2 separate regions of the Sus scrofa genome follow, and region 1 is linked to region 2. A link is a contact called in public Hi-C data. All regions are on one chromosome and are shown on one strand. The core of a region is the stretch at or near the end of the contact, and the rest is flanking DNA. Distances in the headings are between cores, read along the strand shown.

Region 1 (4,239 bases), core at 381-2,880, 440 kb after region 2:
AAAAAAACAAATTAGAGAAGAGTTAATACCTGTCCTTCTGAAACTATTTCAAAAAATTACAGAGAAGGAAACAGTCGCAAACTCATTCTATGAGGCCACATTCACCCTGATACCAAAACCAGACAAAGATACCACAAAGAAAGAAAGAAAGAAAGAAAGAAAGAAAGAAAGAGAAAGAAAGAAAGAAAGGAAAGAAAGAAAATTACAGGCCAATATCACTGATGAACACAGATGCAAAACTCCTCAACAAAATACTTGCGAACCAAATCTAGCAATGCATTAGAAGGATTGTACACCATGATCAAGTGGGATTTATCCCTGGGATGCAAGGGTTTTTCAATATCTGCAAGTGACTGTGATACACCACATTAACAAACTAAAGAATAAAAACAATATGATCCTCTAAATAGATGCAGAGAAATCTTTTGACAAAATCCAACAACCATTTCTGATAAAAACCCTCCAGAAAGTGGGCATAGAGGGAACCTACCTCTACTCTCTAACATACACTGCAGCAATATCTTCTTAAATCCACCTCCTAGAGTAATGAAAATAAAAGCAAAAATAAACAAATGGGACCTAATTAAACTTAAAAGTTTTTGCACAGCAAAGGAAACCAGAAACAAACAAAAAAAGACAATCCACAAAATGGGAGAAAATAATTGCAAATGAAGCAACTGACAGGGGATTAATCTTCAAAATACACAAACAACACATGTAGCTCAATATCAAAAAAACAAACAACCCTATCAAAAAATGAGCAGGAGATCTAAACAGACAGTTCACCAAAGAAGACACACAGATGGCCAAAAAACACATGAAAAGATTCTTAGCATCATCAATCCTAGAGAAATACAAATCAAAACTACTATGAGGTACCACCTTACACCAGCCAGAATGGCCATTATCAAAAAGTCTGCAAACAATAAACGCTGGAGAGGGTGCAGAGAAAAGGTTACTCTCTTAACACTAAGTGAAGTTAGTCAGACAATGAGACACGAACGTCATATGCTATCACTTATATAATATGTGGAATCAAAAAAAAAAGATACTATGAACTTCTTTGCAGAACAGAAACTGACTTACAGACTTTGAAAAACTTATGGTTACCAAAGGAGACAGGTTGGGGGATTTGGGATGGAAATGTTGTGAAAATAAGGTTGTGATGATGGTTGTACAGCTATAAATAACATTCATTAACTTTAAAAACAAAACAAAATAAAAATAAGTTTGGAGTTCCCGTCGTGGCTTAGCGGCAGCAAACCCAACTAGTATCCATGGGGATTTGAGTTCGATCTCTGGCCTTGCTCAGTGAGTTAAGGATCCAGCATTGCCGTGAGCTGTGGTGCAGGTCACAGGTGTGGCTCAGATCCAGCATGGCTGTGGCTGTGCTGTAGGGTGGTAGCTACAGCTTCCATTTGACCCCTAGCCTAGGACCGTACATATGCCATGGGTGCGGCTTTAAGAGAAAAAGAAAAAAAAAAAAATTCTTGCCCGATTCCCTGCTTCTGCGACAAAGCAAAGTGCAAACATATTGTGTCACTTGGCAACTCTAGGATAAACCTCACGAGGGTAAACCAGTGTTCTACCAACCTCAAAAGTTGCAAAGGGAATTGTGGTTTTTTGGGGGATGGTTCTGCGCACATGTGATCTGAGGACCGCTGCTAGCATGCACTTCCGTAACCCGTCCCTGTGTGCTGTAAGTGCTGTCATGAGCTAAATCACTGTTTAGTAGAAAACAATCTCCTCCACTCATAGAGATGGAAGGATTATAGAAGAATGCTTTTTATTGTTACTGTGAGTCATGGTGAAATCATTGGTACCTAAGTGGCCCATGTTTTGGCTCTTATGGCATAAATAGTTGATACAAAATTAAAGAAAGGAACAGAAACATACTAATTCCTAAGTTCTCTGAGTTTTCATACCCAGAATGGAAAGATTCTAATTCAAGTATGTGAACGCTGACTGTATGTTTTAAATGCATCAAGGTTTGAAATTAAAGTGCACGTGTGCAAACTATTTATTTTTATACAAAAATTCTTTGTAGACTTTTGCCTCTCTTTCTCTTTTGTCTTTTTAGGGCCACAGGTGTGGCACATGGAAGTTCCCAGTCTAGGGTCGAACTAGAGCTGTAGCTGCCACACTGCACCACAGCCACAGAAACACCAGATCCGAGACTCATCTGTGACCTACACCACAGCTCACAGCAACACTGGATCCTTAACCCACTGAGCGAGGCCGGGGATCAAACCTAAACCCTCATGGATACTAGTCGGGTTTGTTACCACTGAGCCACAACAGGAACTCCCAAATTCTTTCAACACACCTGAATCCTTCAATAAATCCTGGCAAAGCTATCAATTTTCCTGTGCCCTTTCTGCCACTGCTGAATACATCAAACATCTGTTTGAACGTGTAAAATATTTTTATTTAGCTAAATAATTTAGAGAGTCAAACGCTGCTATATTTAACAAGCCATTTTTGATCTTGCTCTTATTCCTAATATTATATCGTAAGCACATTCCCATGTCATTAAGACTGTTCATAGGGAGTTCCCGTCATGGCTCAGTGGGTTATGAATGCAACCACTATCCATGAGGATGTGGGTTTGATCCCTGGGCTCGCTCAGTGGGTTAAGGATCCAGCATTGCTGTGAGCTGTGTGAGCTGTAGTATAGGCCAGCAGCTGCAGCTGTGATTGGACCCGTGGCCTGGGAACTTCCATATGCTGCAGATGCGGCTACAAAAAAGCAAAAAGAAAAAAAAAGAGAGAGAGAGAGAGATGAGAGACTGTTCATAAATATGAATAATACCCTACAATTTCTATCATTTACTCACCTGTTGCCTTATTCTTAGACACGAGGGTTGTTTCCAAGTAACAACAATCTGATGAATATCATTATGTGTCCACATCCATATTAAAAGATAATGAACGTTTTTAAGGTTTTGGAGTACACGGCCAAACTGTGCTCCAGTTACCTGCCACAGAATCAGATTACCTGCCTCCTCTCCTCCTGCTGGTAGCTGTGCTCTGTACCTGAAAGCAAGGAATCTCATTTTTGGTCATATCATTTTCCACCTGCCTCCCTCTCCTGTCTTCCTACCTTACAGAAGAGCTAGAAGCCATCAGAGGAGAACGCCAGCCTTCCTGCTGCCAAATTTCAAGCTAAGCACACCATGGTCGGCAGCCTACGAAGGTGGTGCCCAATGACCCGATTCACAGTACTCACGCTGCTGTACGAGCCCCTTCCTTCGGCTGTGGGCCGGGCCATGCGACACTCTTTGGATGAACAGAGTTCAGCAGAAGGGACAGGCTGTCACCCCCGAGGTTAGGTTACACAAACACGATGCCTGTGTCTCTCTGGCCCTCCCCTGCGGGCTCTCTGGCGCCCTCTGCCACTTTGGGAGCCGCCCTGTCGGGGGCGCATGTGATAAGAGACCGAAGGGCTGGGGCCAGACAATAGCCAGCAAGGGCCTGAGAGCCTCAGTCCAATAGCTCACCAGAAACAGCACCCCACCAACAACCTCATGAGTGAGCACTGAAGCAGATCCTTCCCCACTGAGGGGGGAGCCGACTCCAGCCACAAACCTGGATGGCTATCTCGGAGACCCCCTGAGCCCGAGGACCCGCTAAGAGGCCTGGATTCCTGACATTCCCCCCCCTCCCCAGGAATCCTAAATGCACTGTCGTAAGCAGCCACACTGGGAGGGATTTGTTGTTACACAGCAGTAGCTGGCAATTTCACACACTCACTCAACCTCCCAGCCATTGTCTGGTTGCAACTGGGAAGAAGTAGCACCCCCCCCCCCTGTAGGCAGCATCTCCCCCCGAATATGTGCAGGAGGGCCCTTCCCTTCTCCTCCTCCCAGGTCGAGTTCTGTTTGTTCTCCCTACACAAGCTCCCCCTCCCAGGTCCTGTTTGACCTGTGGGCTCCTTCTGCTTTCTCATCACACTGACACTGGTCCACTCATCTCCTTCCTTGTCTCTTTGCCCCAAGAGTGTAAACTCGGTGATGACAGGAGCCATGCTGATCTGGCTGATTATTTTATCCTCAGTTCCAAACACCATGCTTAGAACATAAAAGCCCCTTGATTATAATATGGTGAATAAATATATCAGGAATGGCTATTTCAAAAGTTTTTGGAGATCGTCTATTTCTTGGTGTGGATTAGTGCTGCTCTATTGTTTAAGGTTTTTAAACCTTAAATATGAAAATCTAGTTAAGAACTATACATGTA
Region 2 (4,320 bases), core at 1,462-3,961:
TAAGGATCCGGCGCTGTGGTGTAGGTCATAGACCTGGCTCGGATCTAGCGTTGCTGCAGCTGTGGTGCAGGCCGGTGGCTACAGCTCCGATTTGACCCCTAGCCTGGGAAACTCCATATGCCATGGATGTGGCCCTAAAAAAAAAGAGTTTTCTTGATTTCATTTTTTAAGCCAAATGCCAAATGCACAAACCATAAAGTAAGGCTGATACATCTGACTACTTCGGTATAACAAATGATACCACAAAGAAAGAGTAAGATGAGCCCCAGACTGGAACAAAATATTTTCCTTGCATGTTACTGGCAGGCCTAGAATCCTGAATATTTAAAGATTTCCTAAAAAATTAGTAAGAAAAAAACAAACATCCCAATAAGAAAAATGGAGCAAGGATATGAATATGCAAGTCACATGAACAGGAGTATAATAGGCCAATAAACACATAAAAAACATACCCAGTCTCCCTAGTAAGCAAGGATATGCAAATTAAAGGGACAATGAAATTTCAGTCACCCACCGAATTTGAAATTTTTTTTTTAATGTCTGAGGACACCAGGTTTTGAGAAGGATGTAGATCAAAAGAAATTCACATTCTGCTGGTGCAGCTGCTTTGGAGAATAATTTGGCAATATCGAGCAAAGCTTGCAGATGCTCATCCCTTTCTCAACTACTTTATTCCTATATACATGCCCTAAAGAAATTCCTTTATGTGAAGAATGTATGTACAAGAGTATTCACTGCAGTCTTGTCTCTTATGACAAAAATGTGAAGTTAAATGTCTGTTATTACACTGACATATTTTGGTATATTAATTTAGTAGCATACTAAATACACAATAGTAAAAATGAGCTAAAGCTACATAATCAACATGGATATTGACAAGGGAAAAAACTTTTATAACAATGCATAAAGAGTGTCAATGAGGCTTTAAAACCTACATAGTAAAAACGTCTATTGTTTATGGATATACTAATTTTCAGCAGTCAAAAAACCAGACTCAGAATGTTTCTAAATTCAAGAGAGGATCCTGAAATGAATGAATTAGGGAGCCGGATACAGAGAATTCTTCGAGTTTATTTGTATAGCTTTATTTCTTTCAAAAATGAAAACCAAAATAAAATAACAAACTTGGAAATGAAAATGGCAAAATGGCAAGGTATGATATATCTGGATGGTAAATCCACAGGTATGCCTTATAATAACCTCTATGTTTCAGAAATGAAATATTTGTTATAACCAAGTTCACACTTAAGGGGGAAGTTTTTTTTTTTTTTTCCAATTTTTGGTACAGGCATTTGATCCCAGAGGGAACTGTTTTACCACTAAAATTTTTTAATAAAAATTATATATATTTAAGAGGTGCAACATGATTTGATATACATATACACAATAAAATGGTACCACAAACTAATTAACATATTCACCTCCTCACAATTTTTAGTATTGATACAGTATTAACTATAGTTAACTATAGAGCTCTAAACTTACTAGTCCTATCTAACCGTAACTTTATACCAGAATAAAGATACTTTAAAGTTATCTTTCTCCCAGTAAAGAATTTATTTGGCCGTCATACAGGTTTTTTTAATCCATTCATCAGATGTTTTTTGAGAAACAATCTCTGCGAGGCTCTGTGGCTAGCATAACAGAAGCATATGATACAAGACATCATCTCTTTTTCATTAATATTTTTAAAAATATTACTATTTGAATTTATTGAACTTCGCATTTTGGGGTTTTCTTTGTGGATTTCATGCTACAAATAGATCAAGTAGATAGATGTCTCACCCTCAAAAAAAAAAAAAGACATCATCAAAAAAGTAGTTTTTCTCAAGTAGTTTGTATTCGTGTGGGGAAGTTCTTAAACCAAAAACTGGATATAAAGTGATAATAACAAAGAGATGTACAGGATGAAAAGAATTTACATCTGTCTGGAGTAGCCAAAGTCAATTTCAGGGAGATACTTTCGAGCTGACTTAAAAGGGAGAAGTGTTTGCCAGGGGAACAAAAGCATTCCACGCAGATGGAACAGCTCGTACAGAGAACTGGAGAGAGCAGCACGGGAACGTTTGAGAAGTAGAGGCTGAGGGCCTGTAGGTGGGGTGAAACTTGTTGGGAGGATGTCAAAATTAGAAGCTCAAAAGGAGGAGCCTGTTGTGGGGGCCTGAATGTGTCGGAACTGGTGCTGTACTTAGGTCACTAGGCGGGAAACGGCGGCCCCGCAAGCGATGAAAGAAGTTTCCACACAACTTGTAAGAGACATGGCTGGGGTCAGACCTTGAGTTTCCTGACTTCAGGGTGATCCACCCCTGGTTGTGAAACGGCTACTGTACCCTCTGTAGCTCCGAAAGCGGAATTGCACAAAGAGCTCCTTTCCCCAGTTGCTTACAGCCTTGTACTACTTGTTTCCCACTTCCTCTCGGCCCCCCATCCGCCCGAGGATGCTTCCTGCCTCCCAAACACCGCAGTCCATTCAGTCTCTCAAACCCACACACAGAGGTCCCAAGAAGTCTCTGCGAACCAACCCTCGGAAACCACAAGTCCCAGCATGCAAAGCTCCTGTTAGAAAAGGGCCGCTAGATGGACCAGCATGCAACGCTCTGCGAAGGAGGCGGGGCTCTCTATAGGGAAGGCCCACTGGTAGCGTTGCCGAGGCAACTCCAATTCCGTGACAGAATACACTTCCGCCTGGGAGGCCGGGGACCGCGAGTCGCGCTGCTTTGTCGCTGTGACGCCATCCACCTGCGGCCGCGCGTGTACAGAGGTTCCGGCGGGTGGCTCCTCTCCGGCTTGAAACCTTAGAGCGGCTTCTTCTCGTCTGCGGCTTCTGACCTGCGAGCAAAGGAAAAAGCAACGAGATGACAGACCGCTACACCATCCACAGCCAGTTAGAGCATCTGCAGTCCAAATACATCGGCACCGGCCACGCCGACACCACCAAATGGGAGTGGCTGGTGAACCAGCACCGCGACTCCTATTGCTCCTACATGGGCCACTTCGACCTTCTCAACTACTTCGCCATTGCCGAGAATGAGAGCAAAGCGCGAGTCCGCTTCAACTTGATGGAGAAGATGCTGCAGCCTTGCGGCCCGCCCGCCGACAAACCGGAGGAGAACTGAGACCTCACCGTCTCACCGCTGTACGTGAGCACCTCTCTGCGTTCCTCCGGTTTGTCGTCATTCCCGCGGGTTCCTCTCCCAAGTGGACGGATTCTTCATAGCTCTGCTTTTCGTGCTTTCTTTGTACAGAGGTCCTTACCCGGGGCGTTCCGTCCGACCTGCCTTCCTGTGGAACAAAGTGTTGGGAGACCCGTCATAACCCCTGAGAAACTGAACAGTGGAGAGATCCTAAAGTCTGCAGACGTTAGAGGAGATATGGCTGGAGTGAGATGGGATTAAGAGGCTCGTTTTTGGCTAGTTGACTGTCTTCGTTGCTTTTTCTATAAAGTTTAGAAATGTTTCGGTCTCTTGGTGTGGACTACTTGTGTTCTGGTGGAGGGGCCAAGGAGGGCTCTGGGACTGTGGTTTGCCGGGTGGCGGGGGGTATAAAGAAGGGAAGGGTTGGGGAGGGGTTCAACAGTAGCACAGGGCCAAAGTTCGTTGCCAGACACTTAAATACGCTCTTTATAATATTCTCCAACCCTGACTTCTCCCAGGAACTTTTCTCAGGCCCTTAACACATTCACTATTGAGGTTTGTGATCACTGTGTCCTTTTTCTTTCATACAAAAAAAAAAAATCTTGACTCGCTTTGCCTTCTCTCTGTAGATTACACCTCTTTCTTTTGGAAATACGTGGACATATCTTGAGTATTGACAAACTGTCAAATTAGTTCTTAAATTCATTCAGCAAATACGTGTTGAATTTTATGTGGCAGGCTTTAAGGACCTATATTACACTGGTTGGGGGAGCAGAAGACCACAAAATTTGCAGACATAAGCAAGCACATGTTGGAGGGTGCTGTGGAGAATGAGAGTAGCAGTAGGGTTGCAGTTTTAAGTAGAATGCTCAGGAGTTCCCATCCTGGCTCAGCGGAAACAATCTGACTAGGATCCATGAGGATGCAGGTTTGGTCCCTGACCTCACTGAGTGGGTTAATGATCCGGCTTTGCTGTGAGCTGCAGTGTAGGTGGCAGATATGGCAGGGATCCTGTGTTGCTGTGGCACAGGCCAACAGCTACAGCTCTGATACAGTCCCTAGCCTGAGAACCTCCATATGCCACCGGTGTGGCCCTAAAAAAAAAAAAATCCATAAATAAGATGTTCATGTTAAACTATTGAGAAGGTAACATTTAAGCAGAGACTTTAAGGAAATGAGGGAAATA

The links. Hi-C and Micro-C count contacts between places; a contact is called where the count stands out from the background.
Region 1: a contact with region 2 is called in a Hi-C map of alveolar macrophages, with 4 times the contacts expected there. The contact joins the enhancer-like site here to the promoter of SF3B5 in region 2. A contact is called at or near these places in 1 of 5 promoter capture datasets (liver), 10 of 47 Hi-C or Micro-C datasets (alveolar macrophages, brain, embryonic fibroblasts and 7 more) and 1 of 2 datasets of contacts at active chromatin or transcription factors (alveolar macrophages).

Annotation. Positions count from the first base shown.
Region 1 is chr1:21,673,416-21,677,654 of Sscrofa11.1, forward strand. The region is part of intron 1 of PHACTR2 (phosphatase and actin regulator 2); the gene reads right to left. Among named protein-coding and RNA genes, the nearest start is that of PHACTR2, 48 kb to the right of the region's middle. Within about 2 kb of position 1,631, at least 4 of the 83 cell types and tissues checked have an H3K27ac peak or open chromatin away from gene starts, as enhancers often do. A contact at or near this core is called in alveolar macrophages, where this site is marked.
Region 2 is chr1:21,228,553-21,232,872 of Sscrofa11.1, forward strand. SF3B5 (splicing factor 3B subunit 5) reads left to right here and starts at 2,712. Exons shown (of 2, transcript XM_003121152.4): 1 at 2,712-3,136; 2 at 3,246-3,462. The coding sequence starts at 2,856. The coding sequence ends at 3,116.